2 separate regions of the Rattus norvegicus genome follow, and region 2 is linked to region 1. Evidence: chromatin contacts called from public Hi-C data. All regions are on one chromosome and are shown on one strand. Each heading gives the region's core, a stretch centred on a gene start, on an enhancer-like site or on the middle of the called end of the contact. The rest is flanking DNA. Distances are from core to core; before and after follow the strand shown. Region 1 holds the start of Rae1 (ribonucleic acid export 1). Region 2 has its middle 35 kb from the start of Ctcfl1.

What was found. A called contact is a pair of places that touch in the nucleus more often than the background predicts.
Region 2: a Hi-C map of the A7r5 cell line shows a contact between it and region 1, with 5 times the contacts expected there. The contact joins the enhancer-like site here to the promoter of Rae1 in region 1. A contact is called at or near these places in 9 of 12 Hi-C or Micro-C datasets (the A7r5 cell line, the Rat2 cell line, Schwann cells and 6 more).

What each region holds. Positions count from the first base shown.
Region 1 is chr3:182,196,226-182,200,175 of GRCr8, forward strand. It overlaps Rae1 (ribonucleic acid export 1), which reads left to right and starts at 1,377. Exons shown (of 12, transcript NM_001033708.1): 1 at 1,377-1,476; 2 at 3,688-3,782. The coding sequence starts at 3,693. LOC134486500 (a long non-coding RNA gene) reads right to left here and starts at 1,074. Exons shown (of 2, transcript XR_010065538.1): 1 at 6-1,074.
Region 2 is chr3:182,272,180-182,275,999 of GRCr8, forward strand. It overlaps the pseudogene Uchl3-ps1. Among named protein-coding and RNA genes, the nearest start is that of Ctcfl1, 35 kb to the right of the region's middle. Within about 2 kb of position 1,877, at least 2 of the 93 cell types and tissues checked have an H3K27ac peak or open chromatin away from gene starts, as enhancers often do. A contact at or near this core is called in the A7r5 cell line, where this site is marked.

The sequences.
Region 1 (3,950 bases), core at 127-2,626:
CCTACTGAGTGCAAGGATTGGAAGGCCTGTGGTTGCCCAATGAGGAAACTAATTTCGTAGTAACCAATCACATTTTGTTCTTCCTTAATAGCATTCGGCCTTTGTCTCTCTAAAATTGCGTTCCCTGATTGGTTCATTGGAATCCCCATTCTGGAATCTAGCTAATTGTGTCGTCATCTCGTCTGACACCTTAAACACTCTATATGGAAGGTATCATAAAGCAAGTCTTTTGTGTGTGTGTGTGTGTGTGTGTGTGTGTGTGTTTCAGGCCAGCTTAATACTGACCAGTACATGGGGTTCAGTAATTAAGAGTACTTGTCGGGGTTGGGGATTTAGCTCAGTGGTAGAGCGCTTGCCTAGGAAGCGCAAGGCCCTGGGTTCGATCCCCAACTCCGAAAAAAAGAACCAAAAAAAAAAAAAAGAGTACTTGTCGTTCTTGAAGAGGGCCTTGGTTCGGTTCCCAGTACCTGCATGATGGTTTTGACTATCTATAACTCCAGTTCCAGGGGATCCTATACCGTTTTCCGGCCTCCGCATGCATGTGGTGCATGCATATACATACAGGCAGGGAAAACATCCATGAACGGAAATAAATCTTACACATCCCAGGGAGTAAGCACCGTTTTCTTTATCGTTCCGCTCAGGATGTTCCAGGTAGGCAGCCTCTTAGAGGACAGCGCTGGACTTGAGCTGGTGAATCCATTTTTTTTTCTATTCTTTTTTTCGGAACTGGGGACCGAACCCAGGGCCTTGAGTTTGCTAGGCAAGCGCTCTACCGCTGAGCCAAATCCCCAACCCCCATTTTTATTTTATGTATATGACTATGTTGCCTGAACACGTTTAAGCACCACTGCGTGCAATGCCCATAGAAACCAGAAGAGGGCGTCAGTTCTCCAGGAACTGGCGTTAGTTCTCTTGGAGCTGCGAGTCGTCCAATGGATGCTAGGAATAGAACCTGGGTCTTCTCCAAGCCTCTGCTCTTAGCCACTGAGCCATCTCTTCAACTCACAACAATAAATATGATGATACACAAGTGAAAACAACGCCCTCGCTCAACTAGTTGCCTGGCAACCGTGCCCTCGACTTTCCACCAACCCACAAACTGCTGGCATAAAGACTTCCTCTCGACCTCAGCAGGGCTTCTGCGCATGTGCGGCCGCCTTGAGACAGGCGGAACGTCGTCCCCTGACGCTTTCCGGGCAGTCCCGGAAGTGGCTTGTAGCGCATGCGCTGTGCTTCTGTGGTAACTGGGCAGTTTCCACCGGTTTAAGACGACTGCGAGGTCTGGGGTCTCCTTGCTGCGCCCCCTCCGCCCCGCGCCAGAGCAGGCTCGTGGCTTCGGGCCCCGCCGCGTGCGCAACCCTCAGGCGGCCGCGCGCCCCCGTCCCCGCCAGCCGCGCTCCCTCAGGAAAGCCCCCGGCCCGCGTGGGGAAAACTGAGTCCCTCTCTGCAGCCGGACCCTGTGCGCTCCGCCAGGTAGGCCGGGACTTTCCGCGTGCGCACCCTGCTCAAGCCACGAAGATGGGGAGACGGTGGGGGAGACGTGGCAGGTGGCGGCAGTGCCCGTGGCCTGCGCAGACGGGAGGGGCGCGGCCGAGCCGGCGGGCGTGGACAAGCACTCGGGCGGTGGAGGGTTGGGAGTTCAAAACCAGTCTGAGCTAACAGTGAGTGCCCAGCCAGCCTGGGCTGCATGAGTCCTTGTTTGAGAAAGCATCCCTCAGAGGTACTTGAGGTGGAGAGATGGCTTCACTGGCCTTCCAGAGGTGGGGCAGCCCACAGCCGCCTGTTCACTGCAGCTGCAGCAGATCCGATGCCCCCTTCTGGCCTCGGTGGATACCACACTCCCATGCTCATACCCGTACGATGATCTAAAACTAAAACAAATTATACAGTAGCTTGCTACCTCAAGCACACACTGGGGGTCCTTTTGTTTCATAACCCCAGGGGGGAAGAATTAATGTTTCTGGTTTAAAGGTGGGAAAATCAAGATGAATTCACATTCCCAGGGTACACGGCTGTGCAGAAGCCCTGTCCTTCCTGGCTCATCCAAGCAGGAAACCTGCCTGTCTGCACATCTCCCTACCTGTACAGACAGGCTTGTAGTCATCAACGCTGAGAGTGAGCGGCTCCCAAGTCGTTTTCGGAGATGTGAATGTGCTCCCTACATCTGTTTTGAAGTCAGCAGATGTCAAATGCGTTCCCAAAGTTCCTCACACTTTCCTCTTTCTGTGAGGAGGCGGCCCTCATTAGGCAGTGGATGGCTGAGGTGTTAGCCTCACCTAGGAGAGGTGGCGGATTTGGTGGAATTCTGGGTTTTAAGAATCTGCTTTTTAGTAACAGCTCGAAGTGTGGCAGAAGCACGTGTGTCTGGAGTTACAGTGCACAGGCAGTTTCCTTGGCAACAACACAGTTTATTACGTTCAGTGCTAGACCGTGCACATTTTTCTCTTTGGTAGACCAGGCTGTCCTCAGACTTGTGTACAATCAGGGATGGCCTGCTCCTCCCGACCCTGCCTCCCAAGTTACAGAGGTCACCTGTGCCATCTCACCTGACTAACCCTAAACTGTCTGTGTATGTCGTTGTGTGTGTGGCCACGCATGACACTGTCCACGTGTGGTTTTCAGAGGACAGCTTTGAGTTCTCTGGGGATCACACTCATGTCTCCAGGCTTGTGCACCGGGGGTCTTCGCTGTCTGAGCCGACCGGCCAGCCCCAGAGCAGGCCTGGAGAGTGCGTGCTGCGTTTTCACCACAGCTGGAAGCTGAAGCATGGCAAGTGAGTGGCAGGTGGGCTGGCAGACTGCCACGCTCAAGAAAGCACAGTGCCGACTCTCGATGGCTCCAAGTCTACACTGTCACACCAGGCCTTCAGTACTCAGTGGACCAACGTGGATTGCTTGAGACAAGCTTTCTCTGTGTAGCCCTGGCTGTCCTGAAACTCACTCTGTAGACCAGGCTGGCCTCAAACTCTCAGAGGTCCTCCTGCCTCTGCCTCACAAATGCTGGGATTAAAGGCATGGGCCACCACTGCCCGGCATGGGCTGCTTTTCCTAAAGCCTTGAGAAATTGTGGAACACCTGTCGGGACTGGTCGTTCTTTCTAGGTAGCTTCATGCAGACATCCACCTAAAATAGCGTAGAAAGGGAGCCACCAAGAGTGGGCCCTGGGCACAGGAGGCCCTCCCGCCTACTGCCAGGTGCCTAGTGTGCAGTTCTGACCCTGGAGAGTGGTACCTCTTTCCCAACTGCTGAGTGAAATGCTGTAGTAGATCTGCGTTGGTGCCATAATGCTGGCAAGGGCATCCTTCCATAGAGTAGAGGAAAGTAGATGTAGGAGAGTCTGCCTTCATAGCTTCCAGAGGCTAAAAATGCTGTACAAGTAATTGTGTGTATTTGGGGGGAAGAGGGGCAGACAGACAGACAAGCTCTGTGTATCCCTGCCTGGCCTGGAACTTAGTATGCAGACTAGGCTGTTCTCATACTCAGAGATCTACCTGCCTTTGCCCAAGTGTTCAGATTATACTATGCTGGGCAGAAAAGCTCCTTCTATTAGGGATTCTGCTCGTGACATACTTAAATTCTCTTCTGAAGAGCAAGTGGCTTAGCATCACAGTACTAGTTTCTGCTATGTACTTTGTACCACCTACGGAGGGCCTGTTCTTAACGTTTCCCACTTTGTGTTTTCCAGCCAACATGAGTCTGTTTGGAACAACCTCTGGTTTTGGGACTGGTGGGACCAGCATGTTTGGGAGCACAACCACAGATAACCATAACCCAATGAAGGTAACACACACACACACACACCCCACCCTACCCCCCGTAGGGCACACAGAGAGCCACGGAGCCTCTGTTGGGTGAAGAGAAGTGTGTGGCTTGAGGGATCTCATGGGATGAAGCTGAGGAACACTGGCACACAAAGCTCATCCTCGCAGAATCAGGGTCCCATCCTCA
Region 2 (3,820 bases), core at 627-3,126, 76 kb after region 1:
CAGGGATGAGATGAAATCCTTGCAACCTGAGCCTTAGCTCCTGTGTCAGACTGCAATCACCTGAGCTGCATGAGTTACTCAGCCCCTGAGTCTCATCATTTGTGAGGTCATCCGTCACTCACCCTTGACCCCAGGCACTGTGAGAACCCCTCCCTTTTCCACACACACACCTCAGGGCCTTTGCACCTGCTGCTCTGGCTGGGTCCTCTCACCTCGAGATCTTCTACAACCATCCATTCTCATTTCTCCTGAAGCCTACCCACTGCCCACTGGGTACCACATATGTATATGTCATCTTTATGTCCTGTTTCTGTCAGGATGTGGGTCTGGAGCAAAGGCCAACTCTGTGTCCTACTTGCATGCACCTTAGAATGTCACCAACGCTGTCTCTGTCTGTATTGGCTGGCTTTGTGTGTCAACCTGACACTCAAGCTGGAGCCATCATAGAGAGAGGAACCTCCCTTGAGGAAATGCCTCCATGAGATCCAGCTCTAAGGAATTTTCTCAACTAGTGATCAAGGGTAGGAGATTCCATTGTGGGTGAGGCCATCCCTGGGCTGGTGGTCCTGGGTTCTATAAGAAAGCAGGCTGAGCAAGCCATGGGGAGCAAGCCAGTAAGCAACATCCCTCCATGGCCTCTGCATCAGCTCCTGCCTCCAGGTTCGTGCCCTGTGAGTTTCTGTCGTGACTTCCTCTAGTGACAGACAGTGATGTGGAAGTGTAAGCTGAATAAACTTCCTCCCCAAGTTGCTTGTTGGCCATGGTGTTTAGTCCCAACCACAGAAACCCTGACTAAGACACTGCCCACAAGCACCTGCTTCCATTGAACCCATGCACACAGTCACTGGCTGCATGGCTTATTGTTCAGTGCTAGCGATGGCACCTAATCATAAGTTCTAGAATATTCAAAGAGCAGAAAAAGAAGAGGGTCTCCTGTGTGTCCCTTTGCTCTGTGAAGCTGAGAGTTTACAGAAAGCAGGGTGTTGTGCATTCCTCACAATGTCTGAGGAAGCCCTCGCTTGTTACTGAACAGTTTTGTCTGTGTTCCGAAAGCTTCTAGGGGATCTAGCAGGCCTCAGTCGCCCGCTGCAGGAAGCCAGGAAGCGGGTGCTGGAATTGTCACCAATGAGTGTCGTGGATGGTTTTGCAATGTCTGGGTTTGCCTGTTCCTCTGTGGAGGGGAGGTGGGCTCACAGCCTGGTGTGCCTCTCTCTCCTTCTCTCTCTTCTTTGCCCTCTGTCACTTCCTCCCTTTCCCCTCCTTCTTCCCCTTCCTCACTCTACTTGGGAGTTCTGGTGGCCCTGAGCTAGGTCCCACCCCGTGTTCTAGAGTAGCTTGTCCAGGAGCAGCTGGACACTAGGCTTCTTCAAAGGTCCCAGAGTGGTTCACACCTGTAATTGTGGCAGTCAGGAGACAGAGGTAGGAAGGCCAGGAGTTCAAGGTTAGTCTTGGTCGCATACGAAGTTTGAGGCTGACATGAATGAAGTTTCAGAAAACCAAAATTGTGGGCTGGTGAGATGTTTCAGTAAGTAAAGGTCCCTTGGTGCCAAGACTGATGACTCGAGAGAGTTCTACACCTGGGAACCACGTGACAGAAGAAGGGCTCCTAAGTTGGGCATAGAGCAAACACCTTCAACCCCAGTGCAGGGGAGGCAGAGGCAGGTGGAGCTCTGTGATTTCAAGGCTAGCCTGGTCTACCCAGTGAGTTCCAGGACAGCCAGAGCTGAAGGGAAAAGGTGCCCCCACACATTCCTTCTTTAACCCTCCCGAGGGAATTCTAACGCCCAGCCAAGCTAGCAGATCATTGTGGCTTATAGACACAAGGACTCTTGAGAGCTGAGGTGATCAGAAGCCCTTGGTCAGGCAGCTTTTACTGGCTGGGAGCTCCCTCCAGGGGCCAGGAAGAGCAGGTCGCTGAAAGAACAGAGTGAGAGAGAAACAGAGGGGCCTGTGCGGAACTGGGGAGCCCTCCTGAGGTGGGGCCACCTTTTCCATTCAGCAGCTCCTCTGACCCCGTGCACTGCCTGCTGCCTATTCATTCCTTATGTGACCAAGACTGCTCCACACATCACCGCTGCTGCCAGCCTCACGGGTTACAGTCCCCAGTTATAACTGTTTAAGGATTAAGAGCTGTGGCCTTTGTTGGAGTAGGTGTGGCCTTGTAGGAGGAAGTGTGTCACTGGGGGTGGTGGAGGAGTTGGGGTGGGGTGGAGGCAGGGCTGGAATTTGAAGTTTCTTTTTAAAAATTTTTTTAGATATATATATATATATATATATATATATATATATATATATATATATATATATATATATATATATATGGTGTGTCTTAAGACACAACACACAACAGAAGAAGGCATCAGACCTCATTAATGAATTACAGACAGTTATGAGCCACCACATGGTCACTGGGATTTGAACTCAGGACCTCTGGAAGATCAGTCAGTGCTCTTAACCACTGAACCATCTCTCCAGCCCGGAATTTGAAGTTTCAAAAGCCCATGGTGCTCCCCCTGCCCCCTATTTGTAGATAAGAATGTAAGCTTGGGGCTAGACAGATAGCTCAGTGGTTAAGAACTCTGTCAGCTCTTCCACAGGACAGGGGTTCAATCCCCAGCACCCACATGGCACAGACTGTAACTCCAAGATCCCACACTCCCACACAGACATACATGAGGGCAAAATACCGATGCACATTGAAAAAAAAAAGTGTGTAAGCTCTTAGCTGCTGCTCTAGCACCACCCTGCTCACAGACCTGGCTGCCGCTACGTTCCCTGCTGAGAAGAAGGCCTGAGAAGGCCGTGGGCTGTAAACCTCCGGAGACCCTAATTAAATGCTGACTTTTAAACCTTGCTTTCGTCAGGGTGTTCTGTCACGGCAATGGAAAAGGAACTGAGACAGTTGGGAAACCCTGCAGAGTGGTTACCTGAGGCCCACTGTAGATTCTGTGTAAGCAGACGAATCAGCTTCCACAACAGTCGTGTGTGGGGCCTCACGAACTGTGTCATGGCAGACAGCCGTGCTCCCTCCACGAAGCCCTCAGGTCACCTGGCAGTGACTGTGCCTTGTTCTCTCTCTGGTGGGATTTCTTTTTTTTTTTTTTTTTACAGGTAAAGTCAAAGTTTATTCACATAAAGTTTAATTAGTCAAGTTAATGAAAATATTAAAAATTTTGAGTTAGTTATGGCATCAGAAATTTAACTTTTGTTGCAAATAATACAGTATTTGGTGTTTCTGTCAAGATGCTATGCTGCTGAGAGAGCAATTGCATTAAATCTTAACTCATCAGGGTCGCGCTCCATGAACTTCTTGCAGACTTCTATGGCATCCTCTAACAATGTCTCATCACTAGTTTTCCCATGGTTAATTGGAAACGGTTTCCGTCCATCTAATTCATAGAGATGCCCATCTACATGAACTAACGCAATAAAATGAAGATCTACTTTTTCATCTATACTTGGTGCCTCAGTCTGACCTTCATGTGCACTGGTTTCATGAGTAACTCGAATAGCGTCATAGTTCTCCAGGTGTCTGGCTCTTTCTTCAGGGCTCATTGCTACAGACTCCTCCAGGAACTTTTTCAATGCTGACCCTGACTCAAAGTGCATCTTGTCTTTGTTGTTCGCGATGGCGTGGATTAGTCCAATGGTTCCACAGGCGTTGCTGATGGTTTGTTTCATAAAATACACTGATGACGTAACATCTTGTCCTTGGGATTTTATTTTCTCTTCCTCTTCTGTTCTGAAGACTTCATACTTCTCTGTGATAGGGAAGAGGAGTAACACGGCGCACACTGGTCTCGGAACCATGCTGAGAAGT